2 separate regions of the Sus scrofa genome follow, and region 2 is linked to region 1. The links are chromatin contacts, called in public HiChIP or PLAC-seq maps. All regions are on one chromosome and are shown on one strand. The core of a region is the stretch at or near the end of the contact, and the rest is flanking DNA. Distances in the headings are between cores, read along the strand shown.

Evidence for each region. HiChIP or PLAC-seq counts read pairs in DNA pulled down with a chosen protein or histone mark.
Region 2: an H3K27ac HiChIP or PLAC-seq map of skeletal muscle shows a contact between it and region 1. The contact joins the promoter of FAM166B here to the promoter of CCDC107 in region 1. A contact is called at or near these places in 1 of 5 promoter capture datasets (liver), 6 of 47 Hi-C or Micro-C datasets (blood, epiblast stem cells, liver and 1 more) and 2 of 2 datasets of contacts at active chromatin or transcription factors (alveolar macrophages and skeletal muscle).

Annotation. Positions count from the first base shown.
Region 1 is chr1:236,378,934-236,383,308 of Sscrofa11.1, reverse strand. CCDC107 (coiled-coil domain-containing protein 107) reads right to left here and starts at 2,737. Exons shown (of 6, transcript XM_005660223.3): 1 at 2,559-2,737; 2 at 2,318-2,472; 3 at 356-416; 4 at 179-269; 5 at 1-85. The coding sequence starts at 2,664. LOC106509199 (a long non-coding RNA gene) reads left to right here and starts at 415. Exons shown (of 2, transcript XR_001306517.2): 1 at 415-519; 2 at 2,998-3,299.
Region 2 is chr1:236,322,450-236,326,722 of Sscrofa11.1, reverse strand. FAM166B (family with sequence similarity 166 member B) reads left to right here and starts at 1,742. Exons shown (of 6, transcript NM_001243630.1): 1 at 1,742-1,841; 2 at 2,225-2,448; 3 at 2,538-2,755; 4 at 2,964-3,015; 5 at 3,102-3,299; 6 at 3,569-3,830. The coding sequence starts at 1,780. The coding sequence ends at 3,657. RUSC2 (iporin) reads right to left here. Exons shown (of 12, transcript XM_001927812.5): 12 at 3,765-4,273. The coding sequence ends at 4,227.

The DNA.
Region 1 (4,375 bases), core at 1,488-3,987:
TGGCTTGTTCTCTTGTAGCAGCTGGTGGATGGTCTGTAGCTTCATGTGCAGAAGCTCCTGCTGGGCTCCAGCCAGGGTAGTCACACTGCAGATATGTCTGCTCAGAGGCTGCCCAATCTCTGTCCGCACCTCTCCCACCTACAAGTTCCCCTGGCCACAGGGTCGTTGCTCTCCTTACCGCTCAAAAAGGGGGTCCAGCTGGGCCATCAGACTATTCAGGTGTTGCTCTGTCTGGGCCAGCTGTTGTGTCAGCTGGACCAGCTGTTGCTCTGGTGCAGGGGAGAAAAGGAGAGCAATGGTTACTGACTTTCTGTCCCCTAATCCCCCACCAAGCACAGACTTCTGCAAAACCCACCTGACTGCAATGATTCCTTCTTGCCTGCCTCCTCTTGGAGAACAGCAGCCTCATCTTTCCCCTGCTATGGAAAAAGGAAAGGACAACACTGCAGCAACACAGTTCTCCATAACCTCAGTTTCCAGAGCCAATAGGAGGAGGAGAATTTCAGGCAGCAAAAGCAAGTGAGTTTTTAACCTCAGAGAATCACAATCACATCTAGTCTAGCTCCTTACCCAGGTCAGGAAGCAACATGTCAGTAACCCCAAAAAATGGTCATTCAGTCTACTGAAACACCTCCAGGAAGGAGCAGTTTTCTCCAGTTTGATAAAGCTCTGGTTATTAATTTACATACAGTGCCAAAAACTGTCCTTCATGTATCTGATTATGGTGCTGATCAGAGCCTTCCAAAATCATATCTTTTCAACACGATATCCCCCTACCCCCTTTCTCATGTCTTCTCTGGTTTAATAGTGCCAGTCTTTCTCGGTCAATGCTCATTTAACATGGTTTTCTCTGGTAGTTTTACTCTGATTTGTTTAAAGAGTATATCGTGCTGGGAGTTCGTGGCTCAGTGGTTAACGAACACGACTAGGAACCATCAGGTTGCAGGTTTGATCCCTGACCTCGCTCAGTGGGATCTGGCGTTGCCCTGAGCTGTGGTGTAGGTCCTAGATGCTGCTTGGATTCTGCATTGCTATGCTGTAGGCCAGCAGCTGTAGCTCCTACTCGACCCCTAGCCTGGGAACCTCCACATGCCTTGGGTGCGGCCCTAAAAAGCAAAAAAAGCAAAAAAAAAAAAAAAAAAAAGGATATAGTGCTCTTAAAGTTGTGCCCTCAATAGAATTCCCCCGCAGGGTTCTAATCAGAAGATAAAGAACAAAATACCTTCTTCCTAGCATTGATTTGGGAAGTGGGCTGTCACATCACACAACTGAACCTCATTAATCAATAAATTGCTGTTAAATTATGTTTCTTCCAGACTATATTTGGGTCCAAGAATAGAATTTATTATCTGGAGTTCCCCTCGTGGCTCAGCCATTGGCAAATCTGACTAGGAACCATGAGGTTGCAGGTTCGATCCCTGGCCTCACTTAGTGGGTTAAGGATCCGGCATTGCCGTGAGCTGTGGTGTAGGTCGCAGACTCAGCTCAGATCTGGGGTTGCTGCGGTTCTGGTGTTGCTGCGGCTCTGGCGTAGGCTGAAGGCTACAGCTCCGATTAGACCCCTAGCCCAGGAACCTCCATATGCTGAGGGTGTGGCCCTGGAAAATACAAAAAAAAAAAAAAGAAAAAAAAAAGTATTATCTATCTATGTTGAATTTCATCATTATATTCAGTCCCTCATCCTAGCTTGTCCAGCCCTCATCCTAGCTTGTCCAGTCTTATTATGAATCATGGTTAGCTATCCTTCCTAGTTTCCTATCTCCAAATTGGCTCAGCCCTCTATTTCCCAATGCAATTAAGTGATACGGCTAAAGTCAGAGCCCTGGGAGGTACTACGTTCCATTTCAACAGTTTGAATCTACCAAAATGTACTATCAGTTCACATTTCAGAGCCTCCTTCCCAAGAACTTGAGACTGCTTGGTACCTCGAACTCTAAAAACACTTTGGCTAAGTAATCAGCTGCTCGTGCCAAGGTTGGAATCTTACCAGGAACCGCACTCACTGTAGTATGGACAGTCGCTGGGTTCAAGTCCCAGTTCCACCAGTTACTAGCTCTGGGTGACCTTGAGCAAGTGACTAACCCCTACATTGGATTGATGGGAGGATTAAATGGGATGGTCATTATTTATTTACAATTTATCAAGTGCCATTCACCTCGATAGCTACTCAAAATAATCTCATAAGGCTGGAAACCCAGAGGACTCAGGTCTTCACTTTACAGATGGACAGGAAAATGAGTCTTGTTCTTGGTACCATAGGGACCCAACGGGAGATTCAGAACCCGGGCATCCCCTCCCTCCTCTCGTCGTCCCGCACCTGCAAACACTTGTACAGCACAAAAGCCACGACGGCCGCGGTGTACAGCGCCCCCAAGGGCAACGCCCCGGCTCGAGCTGGGTCGCGCTGATCCTTGGGCGGCGGCGACCGCCGCCGGAGTTCTGTGGCCTCGGGGCCGACCTGGGCGGCGTCTCCTGAGGAGGGCAGAGGCGGGTCAGTAGAGCTGGGGGTTGGGGCCGGTAGGCAGTCCCTGCCTCCCTCTAACAGACCTCGGTGGTACCTGGGTGTGCCGGGCGGTCGGGGCTGGAGCGGTCTCCGAGGACCTCGGGCAGCGCAGACATAAGTAGCAGCCCCACCGCACCCGCTAGCGAGACCACGCTAGCCATTGCAGGCGGACTACAGGAGAACCTGGGAGGAGCCGGCGTTGGCCGCACGCGCCCATGCGCACGCGCACGCGCGCCCTGGAGCCCGTTCCGCTCCGGGCCTCCCTGGAAGGTCACGCCCACCTAGCGTATGGGCGGGGCCAGGATTTATTTGCATAGGACCGGGAGCCCAGCTTAGTTTATTTTAGAAATTAGTTCATTTCTTATCTCCATTTAGGGATTCGGTTAGCCAGAAAGTGTCCAGAAGCTTACAACCTTAGAAGAGTATGCGATAAAGTGGTTTCCCACACTAGTCCACATCCTCACCCTAATCATAAAATAAATTTTTTCTTCCAGCTATAAAAGGTTACAGGAGCCCACCCACCAGTGAAGCTCGTGCTGAAGGCCTGTTTCCTAGGCTACAAACGAGGGACTAGTTCCTTATTTACGCCTAGGGGAAAGTCCCCGGACCTAAGGCAGAGAGTGCCACGTGCGCCTGCACGTAGACTGTCCCTGCACCTCACGGTTAATCCGCTAAGAAGCGATTTCGCCGAGCGGCGTGTGGCAGGGATGTCATCCGTCAGCCGAAATAGTTACACAGGCAGTGCGCTTCCGCGCACCAACCACACGGGGCTCATTCTCAGCACGGCTGATTTTAATCCTTTCTGGAAGGTAACAAGGTGGTTATTTATTTATTTTTTTTAAAGAAAAAAAAATTATTGCTCAATGGATTTATTGCATTTATAGTTGTACAATGATCGTCACAATCCATTTTTATAGGATTTCCAGCCCACAACCCCAGCACATCCTCCACCCCCCGCAACTGTCTCCCTTGCAAACTCTTAAGTTTTTCAAAGGCTGTGAGTCAATATCTGTTCTGCACAGAAGTTCATTCTGTCCTTTTTTCAGATTCCACATGTCAGTGAAAGCATTTGATGTTGGTGTCTCAGTGTCTGACTGACTTCACTTAGCATGATCATTTCTAGGTCCATTCATGTTGCTAAAAATGCCAGTATTTCGTTCCTTTTAATGGCTGAGTAATATTCCATTGTGTATATGTACCCCATCTTCTTGATCCACTCCTCTGTCGATGGACATCTAGGTTGTTTCCATGTCTTTACAAATGGGAGAAAAATCTTTTTTTGCCTTTTTCTAGGGCCGCTTCCCGCGGCATATGTAGGTTCCCAGGCTAGGGGTCGAATTGGAGCTGTAGCCACCGGCCTACACCACAGCTCACAGCAATGCTGGATCCTTAACCCACTGAGCAAGGCCAGGGATCGAACCTGCAACCTCATGGTTCCTAGTCGGATTTAGTTAACCACTGCGCCACGATGGCAACTCCTAGTTTTGTTTTTACTGACATTACTCTAAGAGGTGGATCTGAGAAGATGTTGCAGAAATCAACGGCATCTTTATACACTAACAATGAAAGATCAGAAAGAAATTAGGGAAGCAATCCCATTTACCATTGCATCCAAAAGAATAAAATACCTAGGAGTAAACCTACCTAAAGAGACAAAATACCTGTATTCTGAAAACAATAAGACACTGATGAAAGAAATCAAATATGACACAAATAGATGGAAAGACATATCATGCTCTTGGATTGGAAGACTCAATGCTATCAAAATGACTATACTACCCAAGGCAATCTACAGATTCAATGCAATCCCTATCTAATTACCAAGGACGTTTTTCACAGAACTCGAACAAAATAGTTTAAAGTTTGTTTGGA
Region 2 (4,273 bases), core at 493-2,992, 56 kb after region 1:
CAAGTCTGTGACCTACACCAAAGCTCATGGCAATGCCGGATCCTTAAACCACTGAATGAGGCCAGGGATTGAACCTGCATCCTCATGGATACTAGTCGGGTTTGTTACCAGTGTGCCATGCAGGAACTTCCTGCCCCTTAGTTTTAAACCCCAACATTATCTTCATATCTCCTTCCCCTGAACTCCCACAGTGAGAAAACTTGTATCCACTGAATTTACTAACTATTCATTGATCTCCTATTTGTGTAGAAGCTTAAAGACAAAACTAGACAACTGGAAAGGAAATTAAGTTTTAGTAGCTATGTGCCAGGTGTTGGGATAAGTTCTTTCACACACACTATCTGACTTTATTCTTTTTTTTTCTTATTCTTTTTAAGGCTGCACCTGGAGCGTATGGAAGTTCCCAGGCTAAGGGTCAAATCAGAGCTACAGCTGCAGGCCTACGCCTCAGGTTGCAGCAACTCCAGATCCTTAACCCACTGGTTGGGGCCAAGGATCCAACATGCATGCTCATAGACACTATGCTGGGTTATTAACCCACTGAGCCACAATGGGAATTCCTGACCTTATTCTTAACAGCACCTTGGTAGGTTAGGCTAGGCTATTTTAAGAGTTAAGAGTTTAAGAGTTAAGGGATTTCAGGAAGTTCCTATGTGGTGCAGCAGGCTAAGGATCTGGTGTTGCCACAGAGTTAAGGGATTAGGGATTTAAGAGTTAAGAGTTTAGGGATGTTAAGAGTTTGGGGATTTCAGGAAGTTCCTATGTGGTGCAACAGGTTAAGGATCTGGTGTTGCCACAGCTGTGGCCCAGGTCCCAAGTACAGTGCAGATTCAATCCCTGGCCCAGGAACTTCAACATGCCATGGTTGCAGTAAAAAAAAAAAAAAAAAAAAAAAAAAAAAGTTTAGGCATTTCAGGTTCAGAAGAAGTCACCTTGTTCAAAGAAGGTAGTTTGGCTCAAGGTCACAAGCTATTTGGAACGCATGACTGCCTGACTTCACACCTGTGTACTTTGCTCTACCCTGTTTATTGCTACAAAACATATTTGCATACATTAAGTTGAGTCTCACGACAATAACAGGGTGAATGGTACTATCTGCATTTTATAATTGAAGAGAGTAGGGTTCAGAGATACTAAACGACTTGTCCTAGTCATATGGAGCTTAGCCATTCAGACTCTGCCACTGTAGAGTGTGCCTGGCAGAGCAGGGCATATTTGTTGAATAGATGATGATCTGGACTATAGTAGTAATTCTTGTCAAATTATATTATTGAAAATAAACAATGTCACTGCCTAGAGTTCTCTAGGTTCCTTTTCTCCCCCTATAATCTCCCCTCTGGGCTTTCGTAGGAACTCTATCACCTTCCACCAAAACTCACAAAGAGTAGAATCCACATCTCCTCAGGGAGGTGCTCAGACAAGGGCTTAAGAAGGAAGGGCTCTCTTTTGAGACAGAGCTCAATGGACCTACAGTTTTAGTTCTCCCACCTCCCACTTCAGGGCTTTCTTGGGCCCTGGAGTGCCGCAGCTGTACTCAAGTCTTCTCCCTGCCCCCAGGTGGCAGGACTGTATTTGCTCTGGGACAGACAGACCCGTGAGCCTCTGCTCTCCTGTCCCGCAGGCCTGGGCCCTGGCAGTCATCCCACTGGTGCTCCCTCTCCTCTCCTCCCTGAGCCCCGCCTCCTGCCTCTGGCTCCACCTCACCGCCCTGGACACAGTCAGTACACACAGCCCAGAGGCTTAGCTCAAAGAGAAACAAAACGAACTGACTGGGTTCCCATGACTATGGCTAGCACCTTCATACCAGGGCTGAACCCTAAGAACCCACATTATATCCCAGGGTAAGACTTCTACCCAGAGCACACCCCTGTTAGCTTCTGGGAATAAGGGTAAGGATACAGGAACTGTGCCACCTGGGGGTGAAGTGGACATGATGGCGTGGGAGGCTTAGGGCCGGGACATCTATGTTGGATGGAAAAGGAAAAGCAAGGGAATAGGAGTAGCCAGGCTTACCATGAAGCTTTGTGTTGTGTTCTCCACGGTAACAGGGTAACAGTAGAGGGGAAGGGTTGAAAACACAGACAAAGAACTAAGAAATGCCTGCTCCAAATATACACACAGCTGAGTCCAGAAATGATCTGGGAGTGAGAGGTCTCTGTTCCCATCTCTGGGGACGGTGAGGCCAGGGGATTCTGGAGGTGAGTGGGTGAGACTTGTGCTACAGGTACACCGGACACTGCCCACTACTTCGGTTCAGCATGGGTCAGACCTACGGGCAGACAACTGGTCAGCTACTTCGCGGCTCTCCTGGCCTAGCGTGGCCCCCTGCCCATCGCACACTTCTGCCTCCCATTCGGTCTCCAAGATCTCCTGAGATTCCCAGGAGAAGCCTGCCTGTCAGGCGTGGACATGAAAGGCTCAGCTCCAGCATGATCCCTGGGTATACAGGTTTGTACACAGGTATGAACAGGTACCCCCAACCTAGAACAAGGGTCCCCCACACTAACAGAAATTTTCCTTATCCCCTGCCCGCCTAGGTTTTGTACCCCAGGCACAGTTCATCTTTGCCAAGAACTGCAACCAGGTCTGGGCTGAAGCTCTGAATGATTTTACTCAGTGGTATGGGGGACAAGGGAGTCAGGAGCTACCAAAGGAGGCCAAGGGAGAAAAAGACATGGAGAAAGACCAACAGCCAAAGCTGGAGGCAGAGGTGGAGGCGGAAAACGAGCCAGAGCTGGGGCAGGAGGTGGAGCAAGTAAGGCCAAGAAGGCTGAGGGGAGTACAGTGGGGTGGGAGTTGGAAGCCTTACCTCTCTGTGGCCAGGCCTGGGGTGACCGTGAGTAGTATGGCTGTGGGTACAGGGACGAGGGCTAGACTGCCAGCTCCACCTCCCTGGGAGCTTGTGTTCCAGCCCAGGGGCTGAATTTGATAGTCATGTTTTTCTTCTATTAACTTCTCACAAGGCTTCCCCTTATTCTATGGATGACAGAGATCCTCGAAAGTTCTTCATGTCAGGTGAGAAGTTGTAGGTAACGACCAAAGGCATGGGGCGGGCGGTGCTCAGGAGGTCCTGGCTTAGTATTCCCCCTCCAACCCCCTAGGCTTCACTGGTTATGTGCCCCGTGCCCGCTTCCTCTTTGGCTCCAGCTTTCCTGTGCTCAGCAACCAGGCACTGCAGGAATTTGACCAGATGAAGTCACAGGGCAGATCCCAGAAGGATCCTAAACATCTTCCTCCACTTTCCAGGACCTACCCTCATAACCTAGGCCTTTTGCCTAAATATGGGGGGTATGTGCCAGGTAAGGCAAATCTCAGAGGGAGGCTTTGGGGACTGGAATATTTGCGTGTGTGTGATAGATGGAGGTGGTTTGGGGGTTGGTACCAGTAGATACGGGGGACCTTGGATCACGTGGTTCAGCTTTATCATTGCGGAGATAAGGAAACTGCTGTAGCTCCTAGTTGGGATTAGGATCAGATTTTGGAGGGTAGCTTGAAGGTTCTTGGTAGCTGGCTGAGAAATAACTTCTCGGCCTCCGGCTATAAATGACAGATTCTTTTCACCACACAGGGTATAAGTTCCAGTTTGGCCGCACATATGGGCATCTCACCCATGATGCTCTGGGCCTCAGCACCCTCCAGAAGCAGCTCCTGGCATAGGTACCTGGACTTCAAGTTCTCTCTTCCCTTTTCATCCTATCCCAGCCATCCTTTTGTAAAGAAGAAAGATGGGCTGAAGGGTGGGAGGAGGCACAAAGAGAGAATGGTTTGGAGGCCGAGCACCTTTTTTATTAATAGGTGTAATAAATAAATAAATAAATACATAAACAGAAGCCTGGGCTCCTCCTCCCTCTTCTGACCACCAGCACTGGCCACAGCCTATTTACAGCTGGAGGCTTAGGGGGCTGGCCCTAATACTGTCTTCCATCCTCCTCACCACTTGGCCTAGGGAACCCTGCAAATGGGCCTTCTGGTCACCTCCCCCCATAGGGATGTGCTGGGGAAATTCTGGCAGCCCAGTGCTGCGCCCCTCCCCTCCTTCCTGGGTGGAGGTCTGGACGGAGTCACTGGGACAGTTAAAGAGGAGTTATTAATACTGAGCACAGGGATATGTGGCCCCTAGCTCTTGGTCTACTCTCTGTAACCAAGCCAGAGGGCTTGGGAAGGGCTCTCAGGCTATGAGTCTAGGGGTCGTGAGGGTCCCTGAGGCCACCAACATGCACAGGGCCTCAGTTTTGGCTGCTTCCAGGGGTTGGACTTGGAGTTGGGGTCAAAG